2 separate regions of the Mus musculus genome follow, and region 2 is linked to region 1. Evidence: chromatin contacts called from public Hi-C data. All regions are on one chromosome and are shown on one strand. The core of a region is the stretch at or near the end of the contact, and the rest is flanking DNA. Distances in the headings are between cores, read along the strand shown.

Region 1 (5,443 bases), core at 894-3,393:
CTTTTAATTAAGAAAACCAGATAAGCAGCACTTGGGAAGCAGAGGCAGGCAGATTTCAGAGTTCTAGGCCAGCCTGGTCTACAAAGTGAGTTCCAGGACAGCCAGGGCTATACAGAGAAACCCTGTCTCAAAAAAATCAAAAAGAAAAAAGAAAAGGAAAAGAAAAAAGAAAACCAGATAAAATATGGCAGAATTCAGGCAGTAGAGATGGCTCAGCAGTTAAAAGCACTGGCTACTTCTCCAGAGGACCCAAAATAGCTATACACTAACAAACTAAAACTGAAAATGTTGTTTTAAAAATATGGCAAAGTTCTTAATTGGAAACATCAGCGTGTATTTCAAAACCTTATAAAATTATCTCGATTTTAAAAGAAAGTTTTTCTATTGCTTCTGTCTCCTAGAAGCAGCCACTGTGAATCACCGTGGGCTACTTCTGCTGCAAGCAGCTACCTGCCATATGGCTACTGAGGGTGAACATCCTGCTGATGGAATCATTATCTATTCCTCACAATGAACGTTGAGAGTTGTGTTCACTCTTACCTCTTCTGGCTGCCCTCAGCAATTTTTAAGCGGATCATTACATAGAGTACTTCTTTAGCTTCTTCTTTGATTTATATTGTGTTTTCAGAAACACTTGTGGTGAAATCTTAAAACTTTCAATTTATCAATTATAGATGGGATTCCTTGTTCCTTTCCTTTCTAATCTGGGACATCTTACTGTTTTCATTCCTTATCATTCCTGGGCTCTCTGCACTTTTGTATTCAAACTGATAAAATGTGCATCCTGTTTCTTAATAATAATGAAATTTGTGCTTCATCACTGGGTGAATGTAAAAGATCAAATTCAACAAGGCCAATTTATATCATTATGATTATTTGATGTTCTCTTTCTCAAACTATTTTTTTCCTAAAATTTTTAATTCTTTCTTCCCTTCTTTTTTTTTTTTTTTTTTTTTTGAACCAATGAACTTTACTGGAGCTACTTATGGGAATATGGGGAAGGGGTTGATTACTAGAGCCAAAAGGACTCAAAGATATTTGCCATCATGAAGCTTCAAACCAGAGTGAGATATAGACCATGAAATCTGGACACCAGAAGCACACTGCACATCTGTAAGTGCATCTACAAGTTAAAGGCCACCCTCTCTCAGTGGTTCAGTTTGTCAAGGCCTCTTCTAAGTAACGTGAGTGATCCCATTTTCCTCCTGGGAGTTATGCAGAGTCAGTTGTGTCTTGAACTACACAAATAATTAATTTACTCACATTTTTCAAATTTCCTCTTATATGAAACATTCTACAGATAGTAAGAAATGGTGGGCTAATAACTTTTAAGTACAGGTTTGCATGAACAGATAAATAAAGTTGTCCCATAGCAATCTAAGTTACAAGAGAAAGAAACCCTGGGAAGCTAAATGAAGGAAATTACCTTCCACTTCTAGCAATGAGCAAGATCAAGCAATAAGCTCAACCCAGACTCGCCATTAGGTGGTCATTCTGTGACATGTCACCAAGTCCATAATTTTAACTGGAGAAAAATTCTAATTGCAATATCTCTCTATATCTATTCTACTCATATCTATATCTATATAATCTATTATCTATTAACCATCCATCACCTATTATCTATCTATCTATCTATCTATCTATCTATCTATCTATCTATCTATCTATCATTATCATCTATCTATCTCTCCATCTACAATCTAAATTAACAACTATCTCTGACTATTTTATTCTATTGTTGTTCCAAGAAGGATACATTGGTTTTATATATTTTAAACTAGGCATAAAGTTTATTTTTCAAAACCTACTTTAATAAGGGTTCTTAAATGCTGCAACCTCGCTTATAGCTCACAAACAAAAGGTAGGTGAGGAAAATGACTAATAGTACTAGGGGGAACATAGATCTGTTTAGAAGTAATTTCTTGAGGCAACTCCAATCTTCGTTGTCTGCAGTCCAGTCCACTAGCAAAACACCAAACATGAACCAGCAGCAGAGGCTTGATCCAGAATAACTGCAATGCTCTACCAATCAGCTCAGAGTTCACAAGATGTGCTCACAATGCCACCAGAAGTTCTTTGGTGTGCTTCTCTCTGTGAAGTCATGACAAGCAAAGATCAAGGAAGACAGCAAGGCAAACTAAGGCCAGAACGTTGTCAGCAAGGAGGAGTGTCAGCGAAGCCCCGTGAAAATCAGCAAGGTGAGCCAATGTCAGAACATCATCCACTGTCTGTTGGATACTCTTTCCAAACATCACATGTCCTCTCAAACATCCACTTCAACAAAACATCACATGCCCTTTCACCCAACAGCTTCCAGAAAAGCATCATGTGTCTGTTCTCAGCAAAACATCCTCTGAAGTGTCTGCTTAAGCAAAATATCCTCCCATTAAGACAGTTTCCAGAAAAAAAAATCACATGACACAACCCAGTCCCCAGGGAAACCAGACCCACAGGTCCAGTCTGGAGCAGGATACCTGTGGTATCCTTCTTCCAATAGGCAAGATGACAACCTGGTCTCATAGTGAATAAACTGTCATGAAATATGGGGATTGGATAAAAAGTTATGCATAAAAAGCAGAACAACTAATCACGGGGTGTCTGAGACCATCCAGAAATAGTTTGTGAGCAGTGTATACCACTCCAATTAACCCATAAATCTGAAAGAGATGGTGTTAAAAAGGAGACACAATGATGGTTTTATAGCTCAGGGCCTTGGTGGCTCATATGATTCTGCTACCCACTTGTATGAAGTAAATCGTGTACATAGGTAGCCAAATGTGTAGCACAATGGGTCCTCTGTAATGGATGGATTGCTCTCTCAGAGGGAGCAATTTCTGGAGAGAATAAATAGTTGTCTGAAGTGGGTATGAAGAACTGCATTTCTCAAGTGGTCTCTAGGTAGATTTCTTTCTGATGCACTTTAAATTTATGCCATACACTGCACACTCACAGAGACAGTGGTGCTTAATCCTTACATGGCAGCACACATACATATGTGTCCTTATTCCTGCATGCCTTGGAGCAGAGAACAAGATGAGGAGATGCTGCTACACGGAGGGCTGTATCGTAACCAATAAGGACCGAGCAAGGAACCTTCCGTGGTTGATTTCTTTTCTCTCCAAGTGCCATGAGGTGAGACCCATTGACTTCATCACACAAAGAAATTGGCATTACAAAATGTTACCAAACTTTCCTGGTGACGATCTGGAAGTAAAGGCTTATGTGTATCCCTAAGAATTCACATGGGAGGATAATGTGGAACCCCACAAAAGCACTTATCACTCTCACATATTTGTGGGCAAAGTGCGCTTCATTTCATTTGTATGTACCATGTAAATATATAAAGTTTAAGAAAATGCTCAGAGATGTGCCATTCTAAATATTAACCCATGGAAGATCATCATGCTAGACTCTCCTTGCACCTCAATAGAAAACAGTAAATACAGAAGTGGATGCTCACAGCCATCCATTGGACAGAGCACAGGGTTCTCAGTGCAAGAGCTAGAAAGGACCCAAGGAGCTGAAGGGGTTTACAGTCCCATAGGAGGAACAACAATATGAACTAACCGGTACCCCCAGAGCTCCCTGGGACTAAATCACCAACCAAAGAAAACACATGCTGGGACTCATGGTTCTAGCTGCATATGTAGCAGAGGATGGTGACCTAGTCGGTTATCAATGGGAGGAGAGGCCCTTGGTCCTGTGAAGACTCTATGCCCCAGTATAGGGGAATGCCTGGGCCAGGAAGCAGGAGAGGGTGGGTTGGTGAGAAGGTGGAGGGAGGAAGGGATAGGGGTTTTCGGAGGGGAAACCAGGAAATGGGATAACATTTGAAATGTAAATAAAGAAAATATCTAATAAAATAAAAAAGAAAACAGTAAGGAGCAACCTACTACTCACTAGACTCTTGTCTCAGGCTCCTGACACTCTTGGGGCTTCAATCTCCTGCCTTCCATTCACACAGCTCATAATCTGCAGCCTTGGCTACTGCCAAAACGCCACAGACTAGACCATCATCCCAGCTACACACTAAAGCATTACCACAATGATTACTACCTAATTTATCAACTTATTTAATGTTTATCACCCTCATCATATTTAATGCCATGAGTGTAGCTAGCTGTTTCTAAAACCTTATCTCTTGGGGTGACCTATTAAGTCTATAAGAAAATGCCAGGCCAAATCATTTGTATGCATCCCACAGATCAACGTTCTCCTGACATGGCAGCTTTTTAATCAAAGTGGATCCTGAGACTGCAAGACATGCCAACATGCTGGTAAAGAACTATTAGGAACTGTGACTCCCTTCCAGTGACAGTCAAGACATTTTTTTTTTCCTATATGATAGGGCCAGTGGGGGAAAAGGTCAAAAAATAATTGGATGCTGGATTTCTGTAACTACCAATTTCAATTTGGACAGTTTGTCAAAACAGCTGTAGCGTTCAGGGTTTGAATACAAAATAAAGATCACAAATGTGAACTTCTGGCCAATATCCATCTTTGTATGTTATGTATTTGGTCTGTTTAATGTACTGAGTGAGATACTAAGAGTTAATCTGAAAAATAAGTAAATAATGTCTAATCTAACTTCCAAATGATAACAGTGGGGATGCAGGAGACATGAATTAAAATGTATTAAGTCAGAGTACAGAAGGGTGGATTTTCCCTCTATCTGTATTAGGCCAGTTATTGTTTTCTATTTTGTCATTGTCTTTTGTATCCTTTTCCCCTTCCACTTCTTGTTCCTTTCTTTCCTCCCACTTATAGCAGTTTCTCTTAAATAAGGAAGCCTTTGTGAAATAAGAAATGCTTTAATAAGTTGTCCCTTTCTGAAGGAGATTGCTACTATTGAAATTCTTTTCAAAAATACCCTCTTAGACATCAACAAGCAAACTACTACTTCAAGAAGCCAATAAAAGCGGTACCAACATCTATTCTTGGTTTCTAGACAACTGGGAAAACAAAACAGGTTGCTTTATTTTTTTTTTCTTTTCGTTATGTTTATGTTTTGACTTTTAAAATTATTAGGATTTCCATAAATATTTGAACCCTGTGGAAATAATCTCATGAACACTCTATTTTCAGGACTATAAAGCAATTACAATCTTGAAAGTGCTATTTTATTGTAATAAAAAGAGAGCATTGGTGATATGTGGTTTGTGGTTTATTAGAGCCAGCTTGCTTAGACTTTAAAATGAGTAATGGCCAGGGTAATTACTGTTTTACACTATGAGATCCACACTCAGCTTTTTGGGTGAATCAGTCTTCCGGCAGATGCTCTTGTTCACAGGACCTGAGAAAACGTAGTTAAATAATGCAGTGCCTTGACTTTTCCTGACTGTACATCTGTCTTCTACTGAGTAGCCCTTCTACCAGAGATGCTTCTGCCGGAGCTAGCAGTGTGTGAAGCTCCGAGAGAGACTATTCTCTCACCTGAATG
Region 2 (5,443 bases), core at 1,594-4,093, 49 kb after region 1:
AAATCACTACATTGCTAGAGGGAAAAAAATCTTCCATTGATTTCAATCTAATGAGCCCTCTTTTTAAATTTAAATTTTATATCACTTAATTATAATTTGCAATATTTAATGTTTGTATTCATTCTCAAGAAAGCTTTGACATCTCTACCCCTTTTCTTCCTCCTCCTCCTCCTCCTCTGCATCTTCCCCCATTTTCTTCCTTCTCTTTATCCTCCCCCTCCCCCTCTCCCCCTTTGAGCATCTTTCTTTGTAGCTGAAAACCTCCATAATTAAGTGGCTAAAGTTTGTTCCTGAAAATGTGCCTCCTCCCTCCCCATCCTCCTGTTGTCGGGTAGGGTGGGTAGAAACATGCACACTGAAAATGATTTCCCCTTCTCTCTGAAGGCGTGGTTATCCTTCAGCCTCAAGCATTCCTGCTGAGATGGCTGATATTGACTCTTTGTAAGCTATGTAATTTAATTTCATTCTAGAAACATCCAGGCTTTCACTGACCACATGACATACTGAAATATCTTTTATCAAAGGGCGTGTCTGTATCCAGATACTCCATAAGCAGCCGTGTTGTTATGACTTTGATGGTTTCATTTTCTCCTCAATCTATTTGCATTGTTGTTCTATATTTCCATTTAGCTCTCCAGAGAGTCCTCAGGTAAGGCAGCCTTGTCTTCTCTGAGTCAGGGAGACAGGCAGGTAAAAGTTCTCTCCTGGATAACTGACTTGTTTGTATCCCAGTGCCATTTTCTGCATGCACTTTGTTCCATCTTCATTTTAACTCGGGATAAATACAGTCATCTCTGCACCCACCTTCCAGGAACAGCATCAGTGTATCACTCCTTAGAAGAAAGGGATGAAGTTGTTCTGCATCCACCTTCCAGGAACAGATTCAGTGTATCACCCTCCTTAGAAGAAAGGGATGAAGTTGAAGGCCTATTGGTGATGTCACCATTCTTATATTAGAGTTTCCCAGAGACAGTCCCTCACAAAAATGTGATGTAACTCTTGTCTGCATGTTCACCTTTTAGTTCAAATGTTGCCACAAAAAAAAAAAAAAAAAGTATACACTTATTGTTTGGAGAATTGCCAGTTATGTAAATGTTACATTGTATATTGAAAGCACAAAATTTTCAAATGCTTGATTTTGTTTTCATTCAATCCCATGTCTTGGTATGCTAATGCATATACAGATGTACACACACACACACACACACACCGCACACCACACCACACCACACCCACCCCACCCCACACCCACACACACATACAACTTTTGTTTTCTGGCATATTTTTGTGGCCACAGGATAAAAGAGATGTAGGCAGTTTTTTTCTGCCTTCTTCTAGAACTCTGAATCCAGTGAACCTTTCAAACTAAGACAGATCAGCACGTAAAGGTGCTCCCATTACACCGAGTGACCCAAGGACCGCACTTTGATTTTATTCCCCACATGATGGAAGGAGAAAACCAACTCTTCCGGTTTTCTTCTGACACACTCATGAGTGTTATAGCACTTTCGTCTATCCACCTGCACACATACATACACACCCACCCCACAGATACACCCACATAAGTGAGTGTGAGGTTTAAAGACCAAGAAACCCAGAAACTAGTAAGCACACCATGGTGTGTTTATGAAGGAGACTAACAGTTATGCTGCTGACAATTGCAATCTCCAGGCATTTGAATGAGTACTAACCCCTTGAGGTGCTCTGTCCACCGAGAGTGTCAGGACGCGACCCTGAACCTTCCCCTTGCCCGTGCTCAGAGCAGAAGGAGGCGTGACGGATGAACTGTGCTGTTCTCTGTAGGCCGGTTCTGTGTCAACTCCAGCTGGAGATTTATCCTCTGTTCTTCTCTGTCCTTGCACCCTGTGGATAAAATTAACAAAAGATTATTCATGGGCTCAATGGCCTTATTCGAGACTGTTTCTTTTTGGCAGTACAAGGTATATTTATTTGAAGTCCAACCTGTTCTTTAACCACTCAAGTCACTGACTCTAAATAATTAGCAGTTACTAAATTTACCCTGTGAGAATTGAGCTCCTAGGGAGGCTTTCAAGCCTGACAGCTCCTCCCCACACTTCCTGACTCCCTCCACTGTCCTTCTCCTGTCTCCCTTCCCCAGTCCCTTCCTCTTCTCCTGTCTTCTCTCTAGTTCTCTTCCTTGTTTTTCAAGAAATAGAAACTTGAACCAACATTGTGTCCCAGTGTCATCCTTATTCCAGGAATAACTCAGTAAGAGAACCGAGGAAAGGGACCCCAGTGTATGGAATGGTGCAGAGTGCCCTCCTGGGACTTTTGCAGATGAGGTCTGAGCAGAGCCGGGGGGTATGGAAAAGCAACTCTGAGGTGGAAAAATTACAAACTGAAAAGATTCCAAACCAGATAGTTCTCTAAAACTGATTTCAGACGTCTGCTTTCATATAAACACAAGGAAATGGGAGCCACCATTTTAGAGCTGACGCTGACGGCCCCACTGAGAACTCCACGACTTGGCAAAGATTTTAAAGCTTCTTTGTTTCAGTTTGGTCACAGATGCATTAGTGCTAAAAGTAGCTACATTGTATTGTTGTTGTTGATTAAATGAGTTAATGTTTGTAATACATTTAGTACAGTGCTGGAATCTCACAGCTCTTTGTAAGCTTTCCTAACTATAAGGAGTGTGTCTGTCTGTGTGTGTGTGTGTGTATGTGTGTGTGTGTGTGTGTGTGTGTGTGTGTGTGTGTGTATACACACACACATCATATATATATCATCATATATATATATATATATATATATATATATATATATATATAGCATCATATATATATATATGAGAGAGAGATAAATTTGGGCAAGAAAGTAAACTGCAAGGCACAATATTCCAGTATGGATTTCAAACATAATTATTCTCAAGTAACTGTGAGGTTACAAAAAAAATTAGATTTAAAAGTGGTGTGATAATTATCCCTAAATATCAAAGGGAGATGGCTCTGTATGCTTATGGTGGAGGCATAATATGATTGTCTGAATTTGTGTGTTAAGACCCGCCCACTATGGATGGCAGCACTTCCTGGCTGGAATCCTTGATTATATAAAGAAGGGATCTGAGCAGCAGTGTGTATTTGGCACTTAGCTCCTGAGTCAAGGGATGTGACAAGCTATATTGAGCTCCTGCTTGCACAACACTCCCTTCATGGACTATACTCCCAAAGTGAAATCCAGAATCGAGCTTTGGGTGGCTCTTGACGAAGTATTTCATTATAGTAACAGGAAGGAGACTAAGACAAACGGTATAAGGAACAAAACTGGAGAAATGCAAAACGCAGACTGTGTGACTGCCATACTAACAGAACCATGCGCGTGCCCTTTGACGACGACGACGAGCACTTTGTAGTAGTCTTAATTTAACGTTTCCTCCTTCACTGCTCCGGAGTCTAAGCGCTTCCTCACACAGAGCTTCCCATGAACCACTTCAAAGCCTGTTCTACGGAAAACGGGAATAACACTAATTTTAGCTCCAATTGTTATACTTCCAAAGAGGCCTTTACAAAGGGTTGAGTTGGACTGGTTTTAAAAAAAATCTATAACAGAAAATAGACTGGTTCGAAAGTGATTGGTCTTAGGAAGAGGAGAGCTCAGCTCAGCATGGCCCGATGGAGAAGGGAAGAGGAACTAGCGATGATTATATCTATGCTTTCATCGGAGGCTCCCAAAGCACCTGAAACCAACTCTCATTACCGTTGCCTTAAATAGATGAAGCCGTCGAGATAGTGAGTTAAGCGCGCTTCCCAAGGTCACACTCTTGCTTGCTAACATAGCGATAAAAATCCAATATCCCTGATAAGTGCCCGCTGCCCTCTCATCCCCTCGCATCGATTGGGTGTGTGGTGCACAAAGCAGATGGATAGGGAGATCTCGGAAGTACTTCTAGCCCCCACCCCATCCCCGCCATCTTGCTCAGCGCCCCTCCCCCATTCATCCCGGATTGCTCTGGACAAGCTTTCCATCATCGGCTGGCTTCTGTTCCTGCAGAATTCTTGCTACTTGAGAGGTCAGAACGACAAGTCTATTTCTTGTCTGCTCTTTTACTCTACTTTGGCTCTATCTCCCACTTCCAGCTCGCATGGAAGGAATCAGGTCCCGGCCTCGCATGGAAGGAATCGGGTCCCGGCTTCTGGGTTTTGCTAGATCTTTGCTTCATTGATTACTTCTCTGTGAATGCCTGACCTGTTTGTGGATGCTTGCAGAAGTCTCTGAAATTTTCAGTACTGCAAAGCGACTTTTTCTTCAATCTGTCTCTAGTGTCTATTCCACTGGCCACGTCCTTAAGAAGAAAAGCAGATAAATAAAGAGATCTTGTGCCATTCAGCAGGGTGATCATTAGCAATATAGGAGTCCAGTTCATTGAAACCAAATGTCATAAAATTTAAGAATTCAGTCCCTACGTGGCACTGGCCATATTGCAAACGTTTGACCACTCAGAGCTCTCAGCCTTGTCCTATGCCTCTCTAGAGTGAGGGTCTGGATTCTTAAGCACGAATCTCTAGCACACATCCTCTCTCATTCCCAAGGCCTTCCCTGGGCTTTCGACCCTGACCTCAGGTTCACTCCTGAGAGCTTCTCCTGACAGAAGAGCCTTGTGCTTCCCACTGCTGTGCCTCTTATGCTCACCCAACTGCTGGAACCAAACACATGACAGAGAATATGGTAATGTATTCAACAAAAGCTTTGTGTACTAAATATAGACTCAGAGCCTTAAGGAGCAATTTTTCCCTTTCATGAGCATTGGCAGGTGTTTTACTATGAAATGGGTTTCAGAAAATGGCGAGGACATGTCCTATTTTAAAATGAGAGATCATTTGATGGGTACCAATGGTGTTGTAAGGAATGCGCTGCTGTTCGTGAAATCTGAGCAGCTCTGGACTCTTCCTTAATCATAGGATGCAAACTCTTCCACATTTTTGCATATAATCTTTGAGCAGACACTTGGGAGGGAAGATGTGTTAGTCAATCAGAACCACAGCTTGGTTTCTGATTCATTCTTGTTTTATTTTTCACCCCTAACAGTGTAAAAAAAAAAGTGAGAAAAATAGAGGTTATATTTCTGATTTATGATTTTCTCCTACTTTCTCACTACTTGGAAGACTAACAATTACTTATCTGCCGAGAAACACTTAGAAGCCTTAGTTCACGAAGGAAAACAAATGATTAAGAAGAAAGCATACAATGTGAAAAAGTAAATGTGACAATACGGTGTTAGTCATCTCAAAAAAAAAAAAAAAAAAGAAAAAAAAAGAAAACGCAGAACCCCAAATACGGCAAATTTCCAAGGCACTCATTAAACGTGCTAATTGTCTTTTCCGTGTTATTTCAATCCCTTAAGTGGGATGGGTCTTAAGCATATGTCTATTTTCCTTAGCTTTCTCCAGGCAGAGGTTCCCTCGGGGGGCGTTGCCTGACAAAA

What was found. A called contact is a pair of places that touch in the nucleus more often than the background predicts.
Region 2: a Hi-C map of cortical neurons shows a contact between it and region 1, with 1.9 times the contacts expected there. The contact joins the promoter of 4930404K13Rik here to the promoter of 1700006F04Rik in region 1. A contact is called at or near these places in 2 of 484 Hi-C or Micro-C datasets (cortical neurons and nephron progenitors).

The regions. Positions count from the first base shown.
Region 1 is chr14:119,747,084-119,752,526 of GRCm38.p6, forward strand. It overlaps 1700006F04Rik (RIKEN cDNA 1700006F04 gene), which reads left to right and starts at 2,144. Exons shown (of 3, transcript NR_045621.1): 1 at 2,144-2,201; 2 at 3,029-3,135; 3 at 4,208-4,481. The region is part of intron 1 of Hs6st3 (heparan sulfate 6-O-sulfotransferase 3); the gene reads left to right.
Region 2 is chr14:119,795,597-119,801,039 of GRCm38.p6, forward strand. 4930404K13Rik (a long non-coding RNA gene) reads left to right here and starts at 2,844. Exons shown (of 2, transcript XR_383778.4): 1 at 2,844-3,749. The region is part of intron 1 of Hs6st3 (heparan sulfate 6-O-sulfotransferase 3); the gene reads left to right. It overlaps Gm41249 (a long non-coding RNA gene), which reads right to left and starts at 3,387. Exons shown (of 3, transcript XR_003951102.1): 1 at 3,328-3,387; 2 at 1,692-1,863; 3 at 437-899.